Linked DNA regions of Danio rerio: region 2 is linked to region 1. A link is a contact called in public Hi-C data. All regions are on one chromosome and are shown on one strand. The core of a region is the stretch at or near the end of the contact, and the rest is flanking DNA. Distances in the headings are between cores, read along the strand shown.

Region 1 (4,975 bases), core at 762-3,261:
GGTGATTGTAAAGTTAACAAAACAACAACAGTATATAAACAATTGACTCAATATACTGTACATGGATTTTGCAGATTTTTTCAAATCAAATTTAATAACTTTTAAGACCATTTTTAGACCATTATGAATGAAATTTTAAACTTATACAGGGCTAAACACTACAAATTTTTTCTAATGGGCCGGTTACTTTTGTAAATAGTTTTTGTATTAATGGAAGATCATGTAAAAGGATGTGTTCCTTTAGTTTTCTTTCCCTGGCTTGGGAATTTAATTTGGAGAATTTGATGTCTAACAGCTGTTGTGAATTGTTTTTCTTTGCAATGAAACAAAAAAAAGTTTTTAGAATGGATTATTGGTGATTGGGTGTTTGCTTGATAGGGAAGCTTTAATTGGACATATGAAAATTGAGACCTGTTTAAAATTATTTAAGACCTTCAACCCAATATTTCAGTGAATTTAAGATTTTTAAGGCCTAAAATTTTGTTCTTTAAGTTTAAGTAGCAGTAGGTAGTTCTGTCTACTCACAGCAAAAAGGTCGCTGGTTCGAGCCTGGCAGTTCTGTGTGGAGTTTATGAATTTATCAGTTCATTGTAGTTATAAAATATGCTGTAGAATTCATTAACAAGAATTGTAAATGCTTTAATATATACATTGTAATACACTTTGGTCCAAAACCACTATAGCATTACTATAAGTTGGAATTTGTCATGTCGAGCCAAAATAAACTAAATAAGCTGGGTGCCATTTTATTTTATTCTTAATGCATGGTCTGTGAAAGAGGTGTTTAGTGAAAGAGGCGTTTAGTTGGAAGTACATCAACATACTGAAATAAAAGTTTCAGCAACTATAGTTCACGCAGATTTTAACCGTGACTTTAAAATATATTTAAAAAAAAAACCTTTTAAAAAGACCTAAAGACTTTTAAAAAATAGGAATTATTGATTGATTGATTAATTGATTGAATAATTGATTGATTAAACATGGATAGGCACTAATGCACTTTCTTGGTATATAGCTTGAAAAACACAAAGTGCAGTAAATGGTAAACATTGCTTTATTATTATTAGAATTATTGTAATGCATTAAAATATGACAACAATTATGTTAACAATTTCGTTTTTCAGGTAAAATAACTGTTAGTGAAATACTGCAAAAGCATCGAATTTACAAATGGAGATGTCCATTTTCTGTTGGGAAAATAAAGGCTTTTTATTTTAGCCAATTTCTGTGTGTTTTGAAATGTCATGTTTAAGTACTGAAACGAAAAAAAAAACTAAACAATAAATCATCACCAAACTTAATAAGCAGGCCTAAATAACAGAAAATAAAAAGTCAGGATGGGTATCAGGGTTCCAACAAGTAACATTATTGCAAATTTAACCTACTAGTAAATAACAAAGTGCCTTATGTCTGATGGAGCTGTCCATGGTAGTAGCCCATGATAGTGGTTTCAAACTCAATTCAACGCCACAGCTTTGCAGATTTTAGCTACAACCACCTGCAACTTACACCTGCTTAAACGTCTCTAGTACTCTTGAACACCTTGACTAGTTGGATCAGCTGTGTTTAATTAGGGTTGGAGCAAAACTGTACAGAGCTGTAGCCCTCCAGGAATCGAGTTTAAGACCCCTGCTACACGACAATAAAAGCAAAACACAATAAAATCGCACCAACATATTTACCTGTATATTGTAAACAGAAGCAACAGACAGAATCCATTTAGTTTTTGCGTACATGCTGACGTACTAGTTTAGATTAAAACATATTTCCACGTTTGAATTCCTGAGATTGCTTAAAAGTAGTTTTTTTATACATAACTTGTTCATTTTCTTGTTATCAACATGGTTGTATTAATTAAACCATGTTTTAAATAAATATTTTCCTTGCGGTTTACTCTTGGTACTCATAACGACAGTTACAAAAAATATCTGCACAGGTTTTCTCGTCGCATCCCGTTAGAAACTACAAATCCCATCATTCCTACAGCGCTAGTGACGTCATTCGAGCGCCAGTGTTCGAGCAGAAGCAGCCATGGCGGATGTTATGAATGTTGGAGTGAATTTGGAAGCGTTTTCTCAAGCGATAAACGCCATCCAGGCTCTTCGGTCGAGCGTCACAAGAGTTTTCGACTTTCTCAAGGATGGGATGAAGAATAAGGAGACCCTTGAAAGCCGGGAGAAAGTCTTTATAACTGAGTTTCAAGAGAATCTGCAGTCAGTGAATCGCGATTTAAAGTGAGTCTGTTGTATGAGATTTAAACAATCCTGTGAAATGTTGTAATTAACGTTGTGACTATAGTTATTGCCAACAGCCATTGTTGTTGGAAATAAGTCACTTGTTATACATATGTGTTAAATTACTCGAAAATACCGAATTGTGTTCGTGAAAAGCAACTACAATGGGGTGCGTTTTCGAAAACCATGGTTAGCCAACTAAGGTCGCAAGTTGTGTCGTTACAAACCTAGTTTGTTGATTTGGTGTTTCCCAAATCTGTCGTTCCAACGAACATTCGCAAACTGCGTCGCAAACTCCTATGCTTACAACTACACCTCTGGAGTTGTAGTTTTAAACATAGTTCCTAGCTGTGTTCTATTCCCTGTTATCCCCCCTATGCCCTATTCATTTAGAACATTCTAACATTCAAACTTAGAATTAAAAAAAAAAGCTCATGACAAAAGCTATAGGTGACCTATTATTTAAAAGCACAGTAAATACATTGTGTTTTATGCAAGTAAATTAGTCGTTTAGGACATTTACTATAAAGTGGGAGCTAAAAATAATATTATCAAAATATTGAAATCTTAAAGTAGGCTTGCACAATATATCGTTTCAGAATCAATATCGCAATTTGCACATCTGCAACAGTCACTTCGCAAAGATATGCTATGTTGAGTCTGGATTATAGTGGACAAGGAGCTACAGAATGGTATTTAATCACTGTATTTATACATTTATAAGGAATTTATTAAAAAAAAAAAAGTTTTTCATACTTTGAATTTTTGTCTTTGTATCTAGTCCAAACATCTACGTGTCAAAGTGAAAACAAGATTACTTTACTTACCCCACCATAGAAAGACTTAATTTTGCCCTATTTCATCTGACTTTTAAAACGAACCAACATTTTATTTGATTTAGAAATGAGACAAAGAAAAGTAAGAAAAGCATTTTTGCGTTGTGATTTTTTTCAATGTATGGACCGGAATGCTATGCAAAACCATCAAATAGAGCCATAAAGCTGTATAAGCTGGCTAGCCAGGGGTGCGTTTTCAAAAAGCATCATTACCCAACTAAGGTCGCAAGTTTCGTCGTTACAAACAGAATTTGTTCATTTGATGTTTCCCAAATCCATCGTTCCAACGAACATTCGCAAACTGCGTCGCAAACTTCTATGTTTGCAACTACACCTCTAGAGCTGTAGTTAGAAACATAGTTCCTGGCTGTGTTCTATTCCCAGTTATCCCCCCTATGCCCTATTCATTTAGAACATTCTAACATTTAAACTTGGAATTACAAAAAAAGCATTAAAGTCATAACTCTTGTTGGTGTAATTTGCTTTCAAAGTATTTTTACAGTTCAGTTTTAGCGATTTTCATGTTTACCATTCCGCTCCCTTCTCAGTGCATTTTAAAAACATTGAAGTCATTTGTAACACAGCCATGGCTCATGACAAAAGCTATAGGTGACCTATTATTTAAAAGTGGAATTTGTTATTTTTGCAAAGCTTGTGAAAAGAAAAACATAGCATACGTTAATGCTTTTAATTTATAGTTGGTTACTTATTACGTATCTGTACTGTATATGACATGGGTCTGTTGGTTAAAACATTTCTGCCGTGGTTTGCTAAAACATTTCTGCCATTTTTTGCATGTCAAAATGTAAAAGTAGACTTTTCAAAAAATAAACAAACAATATCCTACTTAATAATCATCATCATCATTATTGATGTTAAAAAATAATGATAAATAATAAATATTAAATTTAATTTCTTAATAAATACTCTAATCATTTATATGATTTATATATGATATTAGAATACGTGTTAGCTTTTGTAAGTGATTTTAAGTTTTAGACTAGATTGTAAATGTTCTCAATGATATTTGTAAAGGAAACACAGGCCCTTTATGTGCCCTTTACATCTATTTCAATTAATATGGTAAGTGCATGTTTTTACCAAAACTAATATTGGATTTTTTTATTTTATTTATTTATTTTTTGTTTGTGTAAAACAGTATAATTTGCACAGATATTATGGGGTTCTTTTCTAAAGAAGTTGTTATCATCCTGTTTAGAGCATCATTATGGACGTTTTACGTTATAACTAAAGTGGTTCAAACAATGGATCTGCAAAAGAGAAACTAGTTTTGGGAAACACTCGCCACTACAACAGTCTTTTCCCAAACAATGCATCGTACTATGATAGTTCAGCCGCAAGTTGTGTCGTTGTTTAGGAAACGCACTCCTGAATGACAAAAATTCTGAAAGTGAAAATGTTTCATATTTTAAGTAACATGCAACTGTTTTTTATCAATATAAGGTATACTGGTTTAAAATATAGATTAAATAAGATTTAAATTGTAGTATTTCTGCAATGTTCTTTGTTGCTTTAAAAGTCTGCTTAAAAAGATGCTTATAATGTACACTAAATCACATTAAGTGTGACATTGTTTTTATTGTATAATGTCAGAGTATTCCCTAAACCAGCATGCCTCTTGTTTCTGCAGTGAGTTGGAGCGTCTCAGCACTTTGGTTGGCAGGCCGTCAGAGAGTCACCCCTTACACAACAGTGGACTGCTCAGTTTAGACCCTGTGCAGGACAAAACCCCTCTGTACAGCCAGCTGCTCCAGGCTTACAAATGGTCCAATAAAGTAAGTTTTTGGCATTTTCTTCATTCACCTTGAATCATTGTCTGCAACATGAAAAGGCGAATATATTTAGTTCAGGGTTCCCACAGTCTTTGAATCTTATGTGAAAAAG
Region 2 (4,975 bases), core at 1,054-3,553, 130 kb before region 1:
TCCACTTACAAAGTCCGCCATGTTGAGTAAATAGCAAATACAACATGATGTGACCCAGCTGACTCTTAAAGGGAATGGGAGATGAGACTCGGATTGGTTTAATGCATGTTATATTCAAAACACAGCCATAACTCATTAAGAGAATAAGCTCAACCCTGTTAGACCATGTGCCAGAGCGCAGAACGGATTTTTCCATCCTTAAAATAGCAAAAATGGATTCGGACATGCCCTTAACGCTTTTTTCTTCTTTAATGATGTAACATGCAGGCAGTGCATATTGTAGAGCACACTAGAACAGTTTTACCGTGGTAAGTAGAGTGGTCCAGTGCATACAAAGACATTCTGGTAATGCTTGGTGAGAGAGCGACAATACTTCTCCAAGTTATTCCAGGCATTCTGGTTAAGATTAGGATTCTGAGCAGAAAGACAAAAGAAAAATTATTAGACAGTGTATACATTTCATTTCATACAAAAGAGGCTTTTAAATATTTATATTAATTCATTTTTGTTTAACAGTTGTTTGTATGTCTGATGTGCACACACAATAGGTTGCCAGCATTGTCTAAACAGTCTAACATTTTATTCTGTTTTAATGATACTATTCAACATTTTTTTTCTTATTGATCTAATTTGAAAAGAGATAAGTACATCTTGCTTGTAAAAATTGTATGTCATGACTACCTTAATATTGCTGCTAAAAAGTAATAATAATAATGATTTTTAAAAATGTACTACTAATTATTGAGGTATAGGTTTATTTATCGACTGGAGAATTCTCATTAAAGCATTCTAATGTTGTGGACAAATCCTAGGCTGACTGATGTGCGTTATCAGTCACCTTTGAGGACATTTTGGCATAACTGTCTTTTTTAATGTATATTTTTTTGGGTTGTATTGTTCTGTTCGTCTTCTGCTGCTAATGGACCTAGTGTCTGGAAATAAAGTTTTAGATATACAGTATATCGATAGATAATATATATATATATATATATATATATATATATATATATATATATATATATATATATATATATATATATTTATAGAGAGAGAGAGAGAGAGAGAGAGAGAGAGATGTTAGCAGTAAGATTTTCCCTGTTATACAACAATGCATTTAATTGAATTATACACATAGACATCACCTTTTTGGAAAGGACACTATATTGAGGTAAAGTTGTTTTTACATTCACACATTCTTGTATTTTTTTAACAGTGACAACTCGTGACAAGGTCTCTATATTCTTAATTACGCTACTTTGAATATTCGTTCTGAAATGGCATGTAAATATGACTTCAAAACAACATTAGCTCTATTTTCATTGACTGTGATCAATGTTGTAATTTGATAGTCATTGGCTGCTAGTATGATTTCACTATTTACCATTTGCAAGGAATACTTTTCTGGAAATTTTATTATTAATGAGAAAGTCTTAATTATAGGTCCATTAAATTATAACATTATAAATGTGCCAATATATAACCAACTTTACCCCAATACACTACATTGTATATCTGCTGCTTATTTTTATATACTGTTCTGATATTGACTGTAATGTAATAACGTGCACCTTTTGGAACGGTAAATATTGTGAAAAGCGCTATACAAATAAACTTGAAATGAATTGTTATAAGGTAGGATCAGCTCCAGTTCACCTGTGGAGACACATTGCTCAGGTAAAATGTTTCATCCATGGCTTTCTGGCTCCACTTGTGATTGGCTGCTGCTGCCAAGTGACCCCTGTCAAATCCACTCCCCTTATAATCCGCATTGCTGGACCTGTGGTAAACATGAACCGACTCGTCCTCTTTGAACTCGCAGTACTTTCTGTCCGAGCTTCCGGTGACCGTCTCTGCGTTCAGCTGCTCGATGACCCAGGCTGCCGTCCTGTTTCTAGGGTCGTAGGAGGTCACGTAAGACTCTCTGCTTTTGATGTTGGACAGGGAAGGAAAGCCGTATTTCATCGCAGCTGTAGACCGGTTTACAGAGACCTGTCCCGGCTGGTACGGGCTGATCTCTGACGCCGCGTCGACGCTTGGTATCGGGATGACCGGCACGCGATCCAGCAAACTCGCTTTCCTGTTGTTATTACGCCTGTCACCCGCTGCTGTCAGTGTGGCACCGATGCCAATGCCAGCTGTCAGTGACAAACCGGGTAAAACCCACCGCGAGCAGAAAACGCGATACATCGTTTACGGGCAATAAATATGTTAAGATAAAGTGGACGTGCTGTAGTTATTCCGATATTTTTTACATGACCCATGTGAGTTTGTCCTACCGGCTAAACTAGCGCGTAGGACGTATCGTCGCATGTATATGACGTCACGGGCTTTCTTAAAAAGACAACACCACTTTGGTACATTCCTAACTTCAATTTGTATCTTCTGTAACTCAATCATCGGCTCAATTTATCGTCTTTTTGTAAAATGGCCACATGTTAATATGTTTTGGTCTGATTTGTCCGTCTATTTTTCATCAAAATGTAAGTTTAACATTGATTTTTTCCATATGTAATATAATTTGTTCTTTTCTCATGACAAACATAACAGAATTTATAGGCAATTTATTTATTTTATTGGGTAAATATGTATTCACAAATGTACATTTTCTTCATCATTACCCAAGTTGCAGAATTTTCTTTGCGACTTAAATTGTTTAATTACTACTTTACAAAATGTTTACAGCAAAAAAGTGTTAAAACTGTGAAGTTTTTAAGGACTTTGTAAATATTGTTTAATTTGATAATTTGCCTCTGTACTCTGTTTTTTATTTTTTTACTTATTTATGATTGTAATTTATGTCATCCATTATTATGATTAATATGTTTGTATTGTTAAAACACAATGGAAGAAAAAACACTTTGAAACATAAAACTGATATATCAGAGAACTACATTATTAACTTTTTTATTTTGTATGGAAAATATTTTATTCCCAAGCAAAAATTCTCCAATTCGCAGCCTTCCTTTTTACATTTTTTTAATAAAAATGTATGTATTTATTAAACCTCTTAGACTGATTAATAACAAGAAAAGGGTTCGATTCTTGTATTATTATGATAATTATTTTGGAAATATCGTGGATACAAAAGTCCTTCTTTCCTATTGCTGTATTTGTGTTATGTATGTAAAAAAAATTTCGTTTACTTTTTCTCTCTTTTGTTTCTCTTTTTATTTAATTTTTTATATGCGTTTATATTATTAAACCTGATCTGTTATTATCATTGTTACTATCATTGTGGTTTTTTTATGTGTAAAATTGAATTTTGTATGTTTGTTATTAAAGTCAATAAAAAAAAAAAAAACACTTTGAAGCATCAAATTGCTCCAAGAGGGAAATCATATTGGTCAGCGTTAATGGAAGATATTGATTGGAACATGCTTCTCCCATATAAATATTAAATCCCAAACAAAGCAAAGGAAATCCATTTTAAAATTCTACACAAAATATTAACAAATTAAATTCTACACAAAATATAAAAAAAAAATTGTTCTTTCTATCAGGAAAATGAGGAAAGTTTGACTCACATGTTTTTTGCATGTAAAATCTCACAAAAGTTTTGGTCAGATCTATATAATTATTTGAATAAATCACAATCAACAAAACGAATCTTTAAATTGAAAGAAATTATTTGTTATTATTGTCCCAACTATAAAAATGAAGAATATATATGTAACTCTTTTATATTACATGCCAAATTCTTTATCCACAAAAAATAATGTCTTAAATCCTCTCTCTCATTTGCCCATTTTTTAATTGAAATTGATTCCTTGCTTAAAGCTATACGTTTATCTAACAACAAAAGATTCTGCAAGCTAATAGAAACGTATGAAAATATCATGCTTCCACTAAGTTAGTCTTCATGCTTTCTGTTTTTTTTTTTTAATTTTGCACTTCCCCTTTCTTTATTTTGTTCTATTTTTTCTCTCTTTCTATTTCTTATTGTTACTTATTGTTCGGATCACTTTGTAATTGTATGTACTTGTGTTCCAGTCTACTACAGATTACTTTCTGATTTATATTGTGCATTTCTTTTTTTCTAAATAAAAGTTTATTAAAAAAAAAAAAAACATTTTGAAACATTCTTTTGTGTGAAAACATACTTTTGGAGTAGCTTAAATCTTCATATAAAAAAATTACAGTTTCTTCCAGTCCCTTTCAACTACAAGATAATATTTGTTACTATAAATGTATACCATGCAATATACCAGAGAACAAAATTATTGACTTTTTTTTATTTTGTATAGAAAATATTTTATTCGCAAACAAAAATTTGAGTTTGCAGCCTTTTTAAAATTGATGTATTTATTCAATCGTATTATTATTAATATTATTATCATTATTATAATTATTATTGTTATTGGAATATTTGATCAACTGCCACTATAGGCAAAACCTCAAAAAGGCTATAATTATGTCCCAGTTTGCATAACTGTTCTTTGCAATTATAAAAATAAATAAGCGCACGCATGCAAGGTGAGTCTCAATTTTTTCTGTTCATTTCTCCCTCACAAACTTTCATTTTATATGTGCGTACAAAATATAATAATAAATAATAATAGACATGTTGCATGTTTATTAGGGTAGGCTATGACATGCAGGGAATAGATAGCCTGCAGAATGAAGAAATGTATGCGCAATATGTCCATTTAAATCTCTCCATTTGTTGCAATGGCTGCTCTGTGTTTGCCTAGAAGACCCACTCTTTCTTTTAGGTTATGAAACTTTATAGAAGTAGGCTTAATAATTTTTTAATTTAACAAATTCTATCCCAATCACAGAAACAAATATCTAAAAACACAGTTTAAAATGTTTATTCACTTTGGTTTATGTAGATTGGTTAAAAACAAGAAAAGTGATAGATTCTTGGAATATCGCGATAATTATTTTAGAAATAGCACAGATACATAAGTCTTCTTGCTGTATTTGTGTTTATTTATTTTTGTTTGTTTACTTTTTTCTTCCTGTTTTATTGTTT

Evidence for each region. A called contact is a pair of places that touch in the nucleus more often than the background predicts.
Region 2: a Hi-C map of hematopoietic stem cells shows a contact between it and region 1, with 3 times the contacts expected there. The contact joins the promoter of endog here to the promoter of med27 in region 1. A contact is called at or near these places in 2 of 18 Hi-C or Micro-C datasets (caudal fin and hematopoietic stem cells).

The regions. Positions count from the first base shown.
Region 1 is chr8:13,562,485-13,567,459 of GRCz12tu, reverse strand. It overlaps med27 (mediator complex subunit 27), which reads left to right and starts at 2,011. Exons shown (of 8, transcript NM_200660.1): 1 at 2,011-2,234; 2 at 4,722-4,866. The coding sequence starts at 2,032.
Region 2 is chr8:13,692,891-13,697,865 of GRCz12tu, reverse strand. endog (endonuclease G) reads right to left here and starts at 2,303. Exons shown (of 3, transcript NM_001024214.1): 1 at 1,654-2,303; 2 at 305-414. The coding sequence starts at 2,187. It also overlaps a transcript of med27 not described here.